Linked DNA regions of Mus musculus: regions 2 and 3 are each linked to region 1. A link is a contact called in public HiChIP or PLAC-seq data. All regions are on one chromosome and are shown on one strand. Each heading gives the region's core, a stretch centred on a gene start, on an enhancer-like site or on the middle of the called end of the contact. The rest is flanking DNA. Distances are from core to core; before and after follow the strand shown. Region 1 overlaps Gm10384 (a long non-coding RNA gene). Region 2 has its middle 32 kb from the start of Pabpc1. Region 3 has its middle 26 kb from the start of Gm46515.

Region 1 (4,397 bases), core at 1,143-3,642:
CTAGAGATGGCTGATTCAGCTTAGCTAGCTAGCCAGCTTGCCTCAGGAATCCTCGGCCTCCTCTCCGGGGTAATGAGATTGCAGGAAGGCCACCACACCCACCCAACATTTACACGGGCGCTGGAGATCTGAACTCCATCCTTATACTACTTAGGTGGCAATCGCTTTACCTGCTGAGTCGTCTTCCATATCACCAAGACTTTAAACTTGGCCTACTGTGGGGAAATACTTGCCTAGCACATAGGATGTGCTGGTACCATACAAACAAGCACAGCAAGCAAAGGAAGTAACCTTCCTGGGGCTGCAAAGCTCTCCCTTTTGTGCACAGGCCCTCGTCTGGCTCGGGAATCATTTCTCTGGCTTTCGTAGCTCACCTGTACCACTCTGACTGTGATGTTTGCATGCATTCATGACTCTCTCCCCAGGCTGGAGTTCTGTAACAGAAAGGATTTTGTAGTTTAACATTCAACCGCCCATTCCAAGCCCTTACAGTTTGCTCCCTTGGTGGATTCGGAAAGCTCTGAATGCTCCCATGACACTTTCTTGTAACTGGAATGCAGGTTTGTGCTACAGTTCCATCAGCTGTGTGAGGCTTCAAATGGACGCCAGCAATGAAGATGGCATCTTTTGGGAACCTCGGTAGGTGCATGCTTCTTCAACCTGTGTCAATGAGGCTTCCAAGCCAATGTCTCAGAGCCCTTGATCTACTTCCTTAGTCCATCCAGCGCTTAGTTACATTGTTGCTGCCTTTATATAGATGCCAGCACTGCCTGCCCCAAGATGCTATTATAATGAATGAATGAATAAATAAAAATAATAAAAGCTATCCGGCTTAAACTAAAGGGACACAGTTGTCTGCAGACAGTATCTTGGTGACTATAGATCATGTCGAATACATTCGTAATTTCAGTGTCCAGGACAGTGATAACCCAGAATTGCTTCCACGTGCTTGCTGAGTAAATGGACACATACCCTTCTCTTTCTGCTCTTGGGGTATTCACTATATGCCAAGAGAGTCACCAAGGATAATAAATGGCTCAAAGCAACCGCAGCAACAATTGTCTGCCATGTAAGTGCCAAGGTCAGAGCACCAAGATGTCCTTAGAGTGAGAACTTTTGTGACAGTCTTTGATTGTAGATACCATGGAACTGGAGTACAGCTTGATGGTAGAGCACTTCTCATGCGTATAGGGCCCTGAGTTCAATCCCTAGCCCTGCAGGAAGAGCAAAAGAAAAAAAGAAAATGGTTTACATAAATCACAAACACATCAGCCAGCCACATTTGGAGAACATATGTTTATCTCACAAGATATTCCAGGTAGGTTGAACCATGAAGATGAGACCCAGGTGTGGTGGTGCACACCTGTAAGCCAGCACTGGGGAGGCAGAGGCAGGCAGATCTTGTGAGTTCAAGGCCAGCCTGGCCTATATAGCAAATTCCAGAACATCTAGGGCTATACAGGCCAGCCTGAGACCTTATCTCAAAAACAACGAACAATAACCCCAGAAAGTTGAAAGCAGAAGTCAGCGTTTACAAAGCATCAGATATGGAGAAACTGAACATTCTGCAGCACTGCCTGGATATCTGATGTCAAACCACCTCCCTCACTCACTTTATCATCTTTACTTCTCATGCTATTATTCCTACATTACTGGTCAAGTAAGTTTTCAAGGTTGTAGGTAGCAGAATTCATCCAAATTGAACTCTCACTGAGCAACAAGCAAAGCAGACTATATCTTCATATTTATTTAAAAAATGGGTGTTGGACATTAATAGGATGAGATTACAGCCAAAGAATTGGGTAAAGGGATGCTAACTGGAAAAGTGTCTTAAGAACCCGGAAGAAGGGCTGCAGATGTAGCTTAGGGACAATGTTTGCCTAGAGACTCCAGATTTGAGCCCCAGCACAGCAGCTCAAACAACCAATCATCCAACCAGTCAACCAGCAATAAATCTAGCTGTTGAATGCCTCCAGTAGTGGGAATAGGGTGCGCTGACTAGTACTGGGAACTGTTTCACAAGCACCAGCACCAAACTTGACACCAAGCACCTGTTGAGGGTTAAGGGTGTAGCCAAGGCAGGCATTTGGGCAACTGGAGAGATGCTGGTACCATTAGCAAAAAATAGCAAAGCAGATGAAGAAGCTGGGGGAGGGTTAATGGTATGGGGTTTCGATGCCGCTAAGATTTCATCCCTTCAGAACAATAGCTAGAAGTCACCAAGCTATGCATGTGCCAAAAGCTGAGGTCTCCGTGACCCTGGAGCCCCACAGGCCTGGTGCCCCTGGAGTCTTGGCAACTGTTCAAACATGACTGGAATCTGGCTCAGCCCTGCTGCATATTTGAAATGAGTGGCCTGACAAGGAGCTGCGGAGAGGAAACGCTGTCACAGGGAAGGCAAACATCCGCACTGTTCAATAATTCAGTGCAGAGCCTGCCCTGCTGCAGAGCTATAGAATCCCAAAGAGTGCTTTAAAAAAAAAATCAAACCAAATTTCCGTGTTAAGTCATGCCGGGGCAGGCTGGAGAGTTGCCAAAAGAGAAGATTCTAGGTCTCGTATAAACAGGCCCTGAGGTGGTTACAGAATCAGTTTGCTCTGGCACAATACCCATTTGCATGTCAGTTCCCTCAGCTTAACTCAGCCTAGGGTCCCCTGAAATCCTGTGAGCAAATAAAGCCATCTAGTGCGAGCTGCTGCTGGGTCCAGATGAGCTTGCGGCTGGGGGGGGGGGGTCTAGCCTCATGTCTCTCTGCTTTATGCTTCTTTGAACCAATTCGGACAGAGATGAAACACCCCAGTGACAGGTGGGCCGGTCAGAGGGGAGCAGCTAAAAGATGCTGCTGGGACTCAGCTGCCCTTCCTAGGGGGCTGGCTTTCTCAGTAGTCTCTTTCCAGCCAGCCTGCACGGCAGGCTCTCTGGTGCCCACTGTTGTCTTACCCCTACTCAGCCTTGGTTTTTGCCTTTTTGGAGCCTAGAATCTGCTTAGATTTGAAGTGAATTAGTAAGCAGAGGTCCTTATTTCTGCCAGACATAGTGAGGAAGGGTCCTGATACTCTTAGAGTGGTCGGTTGCCTGGCAAGGGATTGATTTGAGCAGCTGTGGAGATGAACACGGGACAGGGCTGCTTCCAGCAGGAATCTGCACAGTGTGCTACTAATGTCCTGTTTTGCCAAGGGCCAAAGAACTCCACAGCTATCCCTTCCATAATCCACCAGAGAGCAGACACTGGGAGTGACAAAAAGTCCTGATGGCGAGCTTCTGCGTGGGCTGTTTCGGCCCTCACTTGCCTCTTTCGTGGATGTTTTTGCCCGAGGTACTCCCAGCCTAGCCGTGGACACTGGAAAACTGTGGTGTGCTGGATTGTGAGCTCTGTTCAGAGCCTTTTGCAATCTCCCCAAATTCCTTTCCTCATGTTGTTCACAATAAAAATGATGCTGACCCTTAAGGCATGAAACAACACAAGTGCAGACATTAAAGTGATTTCACTTAAGAGATTTAGATTGCAAAATGTGGATGGAGCACTTCCTGAAGCTGAAGTAGGATTTTTTTTTCAGTGTTGTGGGAAGTGATTGGCTGGGCCTCTAAATCAATATTTAGGTAGCAGTTGGGTAGTTTAGCCTCAACTCCAAAGCCTTTGTGCCCGTGGCTGTATCCCGCTCTGTCGAGCCAGCATTCTGGTACCCAGGTCCAAGGCTCAGGATTAGAGTTGCTGCAGCCTGACTGCCCTGCCCAGCGCTTTTGAATCTCAACATTCTGTTTTAAAGGAAGGATCGGAACTTATCGGAGCTTGTGACTTATGTGGCTTCTACTTCCCTGGTTCCTTGAGTCTGGTGGGACTTTCTGGACTCTCCTGAGCACTCCATTCCATGAGTGGTACAGTTTTGCTTTACACTTGCTGTTTAGATATCTATTCTTTCCCAAGTATGGCGGACCCCAAGTTCCAATCTTGTCAACTGAACCTCCAGTACTATTATTGTAATTGGGTGTATACTAAGTTGGGGGATGTTTTTGTGTACTGTGTATTCATATGCCAGTTTCTGTACCCAGAGATCTGGTTGCAGTTCGGACTTTGGTATGACTGGTTTGTAAAACACTATTCTCCATCACTTCTGCCTCTCAAGAAGGAGATGCTGTTTCTTCCTTGCCTCTTCTCAGACTTTCACTCTGAAGAATGCCTGCAGGCCCACAAGGAGGACCACACAGTGAGAATTAACCTGCCAGTGGCCAGCACTAGCCAGCCAGGAGAGTGAACTCTCTTGGAGTGGTACAGCCTACCTTCAGTAAGCCTTCAGATGCTGGTAGCCTGGTACTCTTGAGCCACCTTGAGCCTGGTGGCCCTGTGAAAATGCTTCCCGACGTCAATGTCACAAGGTCGTGCTTATTGCTTTAAGCTG
Region 2 (4,397 bases), core at 614-3,113, 230 kb before region 1:
TTTCCTCCTTCTCCTCATCTCTGGCCTGTCTGAACGTCATATCCATCAAACAGGCCGGAGATGATGAGGTTAGCCTCCCTTGAGATCTGTGGGGCGGTAGATAAGAAAAGGTCATTTGCAAACCAAGTGCCACCTGGAGAGAGGTGCTTCTCAGAGCCTGCTTGTGATTGATTGATGATTGATAGATGCATTGATGTGATGGAAAAACACATCTTTCCCACTGGGATCATTCCATTGCTTCTTATCAGAGGTGGAATGTCACACTTGCTCTCCTGGAAAGGATGAACCGCTCAAGTTTTAGACTAGAGACGAATCTGGCTTTGGGTTTTTTGTTGGTTCTGTTTTGTTTTAGTAATCACCAGAGTCTGAGCTGCAGCCACAAGTGAACATGCTTCCGCTGCATAAATCAGAGCCACTGCAGAATGGAAAGCAGATAGACAAACAGTTCCTATGTGCGGCACACGATGCATATTCCCCACGTTCCGTCTCAACCGATCACATCTGCTCATTCCCATTCTTGTCTACAAGAGTGGGCATTTTTATTTGCATTTTCTAAAGCTTAGTTCAAAAAACACATTAATCTCCACTTGTAAGCCTGGCCCTTTCCTGGTGAAAGACACAGGCAGACAACAGCTAACTGAAACCCGAAGTCTTAAGCATTGTATACATGGGTGCGGCTAAAATGCTGTGGGTGCCAGGAGGAAGGAGGAAGGATGGGATGGGGTTAGGAGCAAATGTCCGTGAGTTCTTCCCTTAGGCTAAGGACCCGGTGCATGGTGCATGGGCTTCCAGCAGCCGTACTACCTGGGCACCTGTGAGAAATGCAGAGTCCCAGGCTCCACCTCAGACCCGCTGATTCAGACTTTGCGTCTTGACAGGATGCTAAGGAACACTGGTCTAGGTGACCTGCAGATTTTATTTAGTTTACAACCCATTGAGGCAATAAGGACAGGAAGTGAAGAGACAAAATTCTCCACATGTCGTGGAGCTGGGATTTGAACTCAGGCCTGGTAAACTCCTGGGCTCCATTCATTTCTCTGTGCTTCTCTTTTCTACCCAGGGCTTTCTGGGAAGCACCGCAGCCGAGGGGACCCTTGAGCTGTGCTCGGGAGGTCCATGAAGAAGGAAGAGGACATGCTTGGCAGAGCCTCCAGAGCAAGTGCTTGGCACAGCTGCTCAACAGGGCCATGACCAGTGAGGAGAATAAGGGAGGCGAGAAAGCTGGAGTCAAACAGTAAAGAGCCTTGAACACCACACTAAGGAGCTTGAATTTCCCTGAGAGTGGACATTCCAGCCTGGCATGGAGCTGTGATCCTTCATGGACCAGGTCTGGTTCCTTGTACTCTCGGGCTGTGTTGTAGGCAGTCTCGCTAAGTGCACACTGAAGCAGACTTTGTGGTAAAACATTCTACTTAAAACTCAACACTTGTGAGCCAGCACAGAGGTTCATGACTGTAATCCCAGCATTTGGGAGGCTGGGAAGGTGGTCATGAGTTCAGGGTCAGTCTGGGCTATAGATCCAGCTTAGTTGGCCTGGACTCTTGTGAGGTCTAGTCATTAAAAGGAAAAGAAGGGTGAGGGAGAGACAGCAGAACAGAGCACGCTGGTGAGCCTCTGAAATCCTGCCACTTGGGAGGCTGAGGTGGCCATACGTTCCAGGCCAGCCTGGTCTATACAGCAAGCTCTATGCCAGCTAGGGCTATAGTAAAACTCAGTCTCAAAAGGCTGAGCAGAAGGAAAAAGAAAAATGGAAATGAAGAGGAGAAAGAGAAAAGAGAGAAACCATCACCTATAGGGAAAGAGGATGAATGTGGTTTTAACCAAGCCCCAGCCTTCTTCTCCGGAAGAGGTTACAGGGCTGACTGTCACAGATGCAGGCTGTCACAGCAGGGTGTGACCTTGGCTCTGTCAACAAGGAGGGAGTTAGACTATTTGCTGACTAACTGCTCACATCATAGCCAGGTCACCAAGACAGGGAAGCAGGCTGTACTCAGGGGTGGGCTTTCTCCCCTGAGCCCGGAAAGGCTGGCCTGTGGCCGGGGGCAGAGAAAAATCACATAGCTCCCCAGTTTGCCATTCCGGTGCCCAGTTTTCATCCAGATGTGCTGGTTGAGTTGAACTGTGCTAAGTGCTAAGAAGACCGGAAGCTTAGAGGTTTGGAAAGATGATTTCAATGGACCCGGGAAGCTTTATTTGGATATAAACCGCCTGTATCAGAGACTCCTGATAAGACCCAAGCAGATTTCACTCTTTCTCATATCGGTTTAAAGGGGCATGGTCATGAGCCACAGAAGGGAAATGGCCCCTTGAGGCTTGTTTCTCTATAGTCCTCTAAGGCAGCCGTCCTTAGTCAGAAGTCACTGTGCCGGCAGCATCAACACCTTCTGGAAACGCACCAGAAATGTAATTTTCAGATATCACCGACTCTGAAGCCAAATCAGAAACTCCATGGCTGGGGCCCAGCCACCAATTTGTGTTTCATTTAATTGTGTTGTTGTTATGTTTTGGCAGTTCTGAAACTGGGCTTCAGCAGGTAGCATAGGCTGGCCTCAAACTCTTCACAATCTCTATTGATGCCTCTTATGTTCTGAGTTCACAGGCATGCGCCGCCACATTGGGGTCCATCCACGCTTGTGTTTGGGTGACACATTTATGTTTGGGAAACACTGAACCAAGTATTCTGTCCTCATTTGTCTAAATTCAGGACCAGCCTGTGGCCAGGCAGAAAGGAGCAGTGACAGTACATGCCATTTCTTTCCAAGAAAGTTCTTGAAGTTGGAGCTTCACTTTCAAGAAGCTAGTTTTGCAGCTGTGGAGTCAAGAGGTTTATTACATAGCAGTGAGAAACCTTGGGAAATGTAATCTTCCTATAAGAGGTTCTGACTCCAGCTAAAATGTGGGATTCTATACCAACGAAAAATAAAGGCAATGTATTGACAGAGAGCTAACAGCCTCTGCCAGACTGAGGAGAGCTACAGTCAAGGTGCACGTGCCGGAGTAAGGGGCACATCCCAGAGGAAGGGGCACAGACCAGAGGAAGGGGCACAGGACAGAGGAAGGGGCACAGGACAGAGGAAGGGGCACAGACCAGAGGAAGGGGCACAGACCAGAGGAAGGGGCACAGACCAGAGGAAGGGGCACAGACCAGAGGAAGGGGCACAGACCAGAGGAAGGGGCACAGGACAGAGGAAGGGGCACAGACCAGAGGAAGGGGCGCAGACCAGAGGAAGGGGCACAGGACAGAGGAAGGGGTGCCCTTGAGAAGTAGTTTCTGAGCTCAGTCTGCTGGGGCAGGAAGATCCTAGGCAACATCATAAGACTGTCTTAAAATAAAAAGTGAAAAGAGGGCTGAGGATAACCCCAGTGCTTGGCAGCAGCTGTGGCCTTGCTTGCAGTCAGTCCTAATACTGAAATGAACGCCATGGATTTGATGACCATTCTGTTCTCATGGTGGGGAAAGGTGGACAAGTCCTAAGTTTCCAGGCAAGTGTACAGTGACTGTGATAACTGCCAAAATGCTAGAGGGGGAGGAGAGAGGGAGGACCATGGCTTTGATTCTAGGCTCAGTGGATCCTGCTTAAGGAGTAAGAAGCTAGAAATGTCCAGTCCAGCCAGGTGTGACGTCACATGCCTATAACTCCAGCACCACATTTGGGAGGCAGAGTTGAAAGTTTGAAGTCAACTTGGTCTACATAGTGATGTGTCAGAAGAGAAGCGGGGAGGGAGGGAGCAAAGTGTGCAGGCCTGTGGTCAGTGAGTTGGTGAGATCAGACGGATTCGGAGGTCTGAGATCAATGCTTGCAAAACAATGTGGTAGTGGAGTAATGACGTCCATGGGATTGCCCAGAGTGTGAGGTACAAGAGGAAGAAAATCTGGGAAGGTGGACACTGAAGAGCTGAGCACAGAAGGAGAAGCTAGTAAAGAAGACAAAAAGTGCCTGCTGTGGGAGTGGTGTCAGGGAACAGAGGCCAGAGGACTTCACAGAAGCAGTATGGCACACGGTGTCACAGGTTGCAAAGGTGACTCATGGGACAAGCACTGGAAAAGTCCCTGGTAACAATTGATGCAAACCAAGACAAACCAGACAGCTATGGGAGATGGTCAAGGTGGCCCAGTGGCAGCACCAAGACCCAGCCTGTGTTCCTAAGTCTCAAATCTCACATAGGATCCCCGGCACCCTTTCTTGCTCCAAGCTGCCATATGAAAACTGTTTTTCAGGTTTGTGTCTACTTGGAGAACTTGTTTCCCAAACTGCTGTGGTTCTATCCTCCTCCTCCTCCTCCTCCTCCTCCTCCTCCTCCTCCTCCTCCTGCTCCTCCTCCTCCTCCTCTCCCTCCTCCTCCTCCTCCTCCTCTTCCTCCTCCTCCTCTCCCTCTTCCTCCTCCTCCTCTCCCTC
Region 3 (4,397 bases), core at 694-3,193, 200 kb before region 1:
CAAGTTCTAAGGGGTCTCATGAGCTGTGGAAGATGGTAGTGTAGCGGTAGATCTGCCCAATCTAGGTGCATAGCATGTAATCATATTAACTGTGTTGTGTTTTCATTGCTGGGGCATATTTGGGTTGGAGAGTACCGCAGCACTTCTGCATTTCTGCAAGGTGTTCTTTGATCTCTGCACACATGCTATAGAGCGTGTGAGGCAGCACCCACATTGTCTGTCTGTCTGTGTGTGTATATGTATGTTTGTGCTCATGCATGCATGTGTGTGAGTGTGTGTATGTAATTTTCAAATTGAGAGAGACAGAGGCAGAGAGAAGATGAATTCGAGAAAAAGACTTGCAAAGACTTTCAAAATTGAAAAATTTTGAAATGATTAGCTAGAGTGTGCAAAGACAATATGCTTATTTAATTTGAAGAGAAAAAATAAGGAAAGATAATATGGGGAGGGAGCCATGACAGTAATCCATAACAATATTTGAAAAAGACCAAATGGAGCTTCCCCACATAAAACCTGTAGTAACTCAACTTGAAAACTCAATGGCAATATTTAATGGAAGTTCAGACACGGCGAAGCCAGAACTAGAGGACAAGGCATGCAAATCAGTAGAGACTTCCCAGGCTGTAGCACGAAGCATCCAGAAAATATGAAAGAGAAGGCAGGAGACATGAAGAGCTATGGAGTAAAAAAGCCCAGAGCTCCTTTGATTGAACCACAAGAAAAAGAGAAAAATACTACTTGAAGAGACAGCAGCTGAAAACTGTCGAGTGCTTACGAGATACTGCAACTCACAGGTTTGTGGATACTCAGCAGGAAGATACACAAAAAGTAACCAAGTCCTGGAATCACCATCGTTAGCTTTAACAAACCAAAACCAAGCATGATCTTCAAAAACAAAACAACAAAACAAAACAAACAAACAAAATTGTGCTGCAGAGAAACAACTGGTTCTGTGGCTCTCAACCCTCCTATGGCTGCGACCCTTTAGCGTATTTAGACATTATTAAAAAGTATTAGGGGCTGGAGAGAGAGCTCAGAGGTTAAGAGCACTGGCTGCTCTTCCAAAGGTCCTAAGTTCAATTCCCAGCAACCACATGGGATCACAACCATCTGTAATGGGATCCCATGCCCTCTTCTGGTGTGTCTGAAGAGAGCAATAGTGTATTCATAGGGATAAAATAAATAAATCTTAAAAGAATGTATTAAACTGCAGTTCCTAATGTTGTGGTGACCCCTCCACAACATTATTCTTGTTCTAACATAACTGTAATTTTGCTATTGTTATGAACTGTAATGTACATACCTGTGTTTTCTGATAGTCTTAGGTGACTGCTTGTGAAACGATAATTGGTACCCCAAAGGGGTCAAGCCTCACAGTGAGAACTGCTGAACGAGACAATCACCAGATTCCCAGTAGTAACGAGGAAGCCAGAAGCCAGTGACCAAAGGCAGCTAGCAACTTAAATTGCCAAGCTGAAATTCTGTGTCCTGCAAAGCAACTTCTGAGAGTAAGGGCAAAATCAAGTCATTTGTATTTTGTTTTTAAAGGACTTTTATTAGCACATTAATTATACAGAATAAACAACATACATAATAAGGATGGGTTTCATTGCAATATTCTCATAAGCTCCTGTGGTCTCCTTTGCCCTCCAGTGTTGGGAAGAATCTCTCCTCTTCTCAACGAGTGTCTTCTCCCACCCCCAGATGTTTATAGCCAAAGACTGCTTGGCCATGGAGACTGGACAACCCCTCCCCCTACACTGTGCCTAAGAAGTGCTGAGGTCGTGGCCTGCAGAGGTGGCTATTCCTGGGCAGGGTTTTGGAAGGAAAGTATGGGGGAGCTTGGCTCAGGGAAATTGGTTTTCAGCCCTGTCTTGGGTGGAGTGATGCAGGGGAGTCAGGGAAGCCTTTCCAGAGTGGCCTTTGAACGGGGCCTAGAAGAATGAGTCACGGACTCAGGACCAGCCCGCTGAAGACACCGAGGGGGAGGGGCCGCTTCCCCGGAGGCTGCGTGCCCAGCTTGGAAGAGAGAATGGGGGAGGGAAAGGTGCTAAGGAGAGCCCAGCTGTGGCAGGGATGAGTTCAATAGGAGAGGAGCTTGAACATGCCTCAGCAGTGGCAGGCAGTGTAGCGGGGTGACGGGAGCTGGTTAGAATGGGCAGAAAGATTGGATTCTGCCGGAACCAAGGAAGTAGCGTTCGGGTGGATTGAAGGGACTTGAGCGAAAAGGTGTGGGAAGCAGAGCTGAGTGGTCCTGGTAGCCACCCATCCACCCACTCAGCGAGGCTCACTACCAAATTGCCAGTTTTTGCTAATGATGTTGGTGGGCAAGAGATATATTTGAGTTTGATATCCGCACAGAGATCTGTAGCAGGAAACTGGGAGTTGGGTTCTGAAACTAGGGTACAACGACAGTCTCTAGGGCTGAGTGTCATGGCGCTCATCTTAATCTCAGCACTAGGGAGGTGGGAGCGGAAGAAGAACGAGTTCAAGGTCAGTCTTTGCCACGTGTGAGGTCGAGTCCAGTCTGAGCTACTTAAGTCCTCATCTAAGAAACACCCTAAAAAACAAAACAGAAACACTTAAAAAAAAAAAAAGCCAGATATGCTGGGGTGGAGGTTGGATGGGGAGCAGACAGCCTGGATGTTTGAAGAATCATTTGAAGAGTGTGGCAGGTAACTCACCTGCCAGACTTCTCCATCAGCATGTGTTCAGAAAGTAGATTAAAAGAGTTTCTATTCACCTGGTGACACAGGCCTGTAATCCCAACTAAAGCTGAGGCAGGAGGATTCAAAAGTCAAGGTTTACCTGGAATCTTAAATTAAATTAGTCAGCAAAGTTTAAGGCCAGCCAAAACAACTTAGTTTAGAGATTCTGTCTCATTTTTGTTTTGTTTTTCGAAACAGGGTTTCTCTGTATAGTTCCTGGAACTCACTCTGTAGACCAGGCTGGCCTCGAACTCAGAAATCCGCCTGCCTCTGCCTCCCGAGTGCTGGGATTAAAGGAGTGCGCCACCACCACCCAGCTTCAAATTTTTATGAATGGCTGGGGATATAGTTCAGTGGTAGGACAGTTTGTGGGTCACCTAGAGCATCCAAGGTCCTGAGTTCGATCCTCAGTACTGGAACATAAAAGAGAGGACTGCTTAGCACTGACTGTCTTCCTGTGCCCAGGATCACCCTCAGTCTGCCACATGGCCTGATCCATGTTATAGCTTGCATTTAGAATACCAAATCTTGCAAACTTTGTTCAGAAACAAGAGACACACAGACCCTTCCATTAGCACAGGCTGACAGGCAAATCTGGTGTCTGGACACTAACTGACAAGTCTGCGCAAAGTCTTTAGACTAACGACCAGGATCTGTGCTCAGACGGAAAAATTTCAGGATGAATTTAAAAAAACAAAAACCCAAAAAACTGGTGCTTAACTTTTCCATCTACCATTGTACAATAATATATTTGGAAATCTCCCAGAATTTTGAATGCATAGCCATACAGATTTTAGCTTTGAAGGGGGCCTCAGAGGGCATTTAATCCAACCACAGGGAATCAGAGACTCAAGAAACAGGCACCACACGGGGCCCGCTGCCTGTGGCAAAGCAACGCCTCTGCTGATCCACACAGCTCCTTCTCTGCCCTGCCCTGCATCCTTTCTATCAGAGGATTTAAAGTTGGGGGTGGGGAATCAGCTGTCTATGTGAATGATTTGAATGTATTTATATACATCATGAATCTATCTGACACTTGCCTTAGGTAAGAACAAGATGTTGAGGCTAGAGAGACATACCATTGGTTAGCGAGGCGTGGTGGCACACACATATAATCCCAGCAGTTAGGGGCTGAAGCAGGCTAATCTCTGTGAGTTCAAGACCAGCTTGATCTACATAGCAAATTCCAGGTCAGCCAGGGCCACATAGTGAGACCTAGTCTTTAAAAGCTAGTAATAAATAAAACTATCCAAGCAACAAAACTCACTTAACTTGTAGCTTCAAGGACCTGAGTCAGACCCCAGACCCCACACATCTGCCTACAATCCCTGTGCTGTGGAGATAGGAAGCTCACTGGGGCTTGCAGGCAGCCAGCCTATCAAAAAAAATGCCAAGTTCAGGTAGAGACACTGCCTCAAAGGAAGAAGGCAGAAAAGTGATGGAGAAGGAACATTTGTATTCCCGAAGGCATACACATCTGCACAGGTGTGTACATATCTAAGTCATACAGGCCACGTGTACCACTCTCTCCTTTGCCATCACCCGAGAGTATGAGCACATACACACAAGCCTACACATTACACATAGGGAAATACTCGCACAAACACACACAAATGCAAACACACACACATGCACACATAGCTCAAGCATGCAAATACACACACACACACACATGCACATACAAATACA

The links. HiChIP or PLAC-seq counts read pairs in DNA pulled down with a chosen protein or histone mark.
Region 2: an HNF4G HiChIP or PLAC-seq map of pancreatic cancer cells shows a contact between it and region 1. The contact joins two enhancer-like sites. A contact is called at or near these places in 1 of 39 promoter capture datasets (stem cell-derived epiblast-like cells) and 2 of 115 datasets of contacts at active chromatin or transcription factors (embryonic stem cells and pancreatic cancer cells).
Region 3: a contact with region 1 is called in a FOXA1 HiChIP or PLAC-seq map of pancreatic cancer cells. The contact joins two enhancer-like sites.

The regions. Positions count from the first base shown.
Region 1 is chr15:36,871,204-36,875,600 of GRCm38.p6, forward strand. It overlaps Gm10384 (a long non-coding RNA gene), which reads right to left. Exons shown (of 2, transcript XR_875155.3): 2 at 1-1,214. Among named protein-coding and RNA genes, the nearest start is that of Gm41299, 5.7 kb to the left of the region's middle. Within about 2 kb of position 2,393, at least 113 of the 459 cell types and tissues checked have an H3K27ac peak or open chromatin away from gene starts, as enhancers often do. A contact at or near this core is called in pancreatic cancer cells, where this site is marked.
Region 2 is chr15:36,639,053-36,643,449 of GRCm38.p6, forward strand. No RefSeq gene overlaps it. Among named protein-coding and RNA genes, the nearest start is that of Pabpc1, 32 kb to the left of the region's middle. Within about 2 kb of position 1,864, at least 112 of the 459 cell types and tissues checked have an H3K27ac peak or open chromatin away from gene starts, as enhancers often do. A contact at or near this core is called in pancreatic cancer cells, where this site is marked.
Region 3 is chr15:36,667,943-36,672,339 of GRCm38.p6, forward strand. No RefSeq gene overlaps it. Among named protein-coding and RNA genes, the nearest start is that of Gm46515, 26 kb to the right of the region's middle. Within about 2 kb of position 1,944, at least 44 of the 459 cell types and tissues checked have an H3K27ac peak or open chromatin away from gene starts, as enhancers often do. A contact at or near this core is called in pancreatic cancer cells, where this site is marked.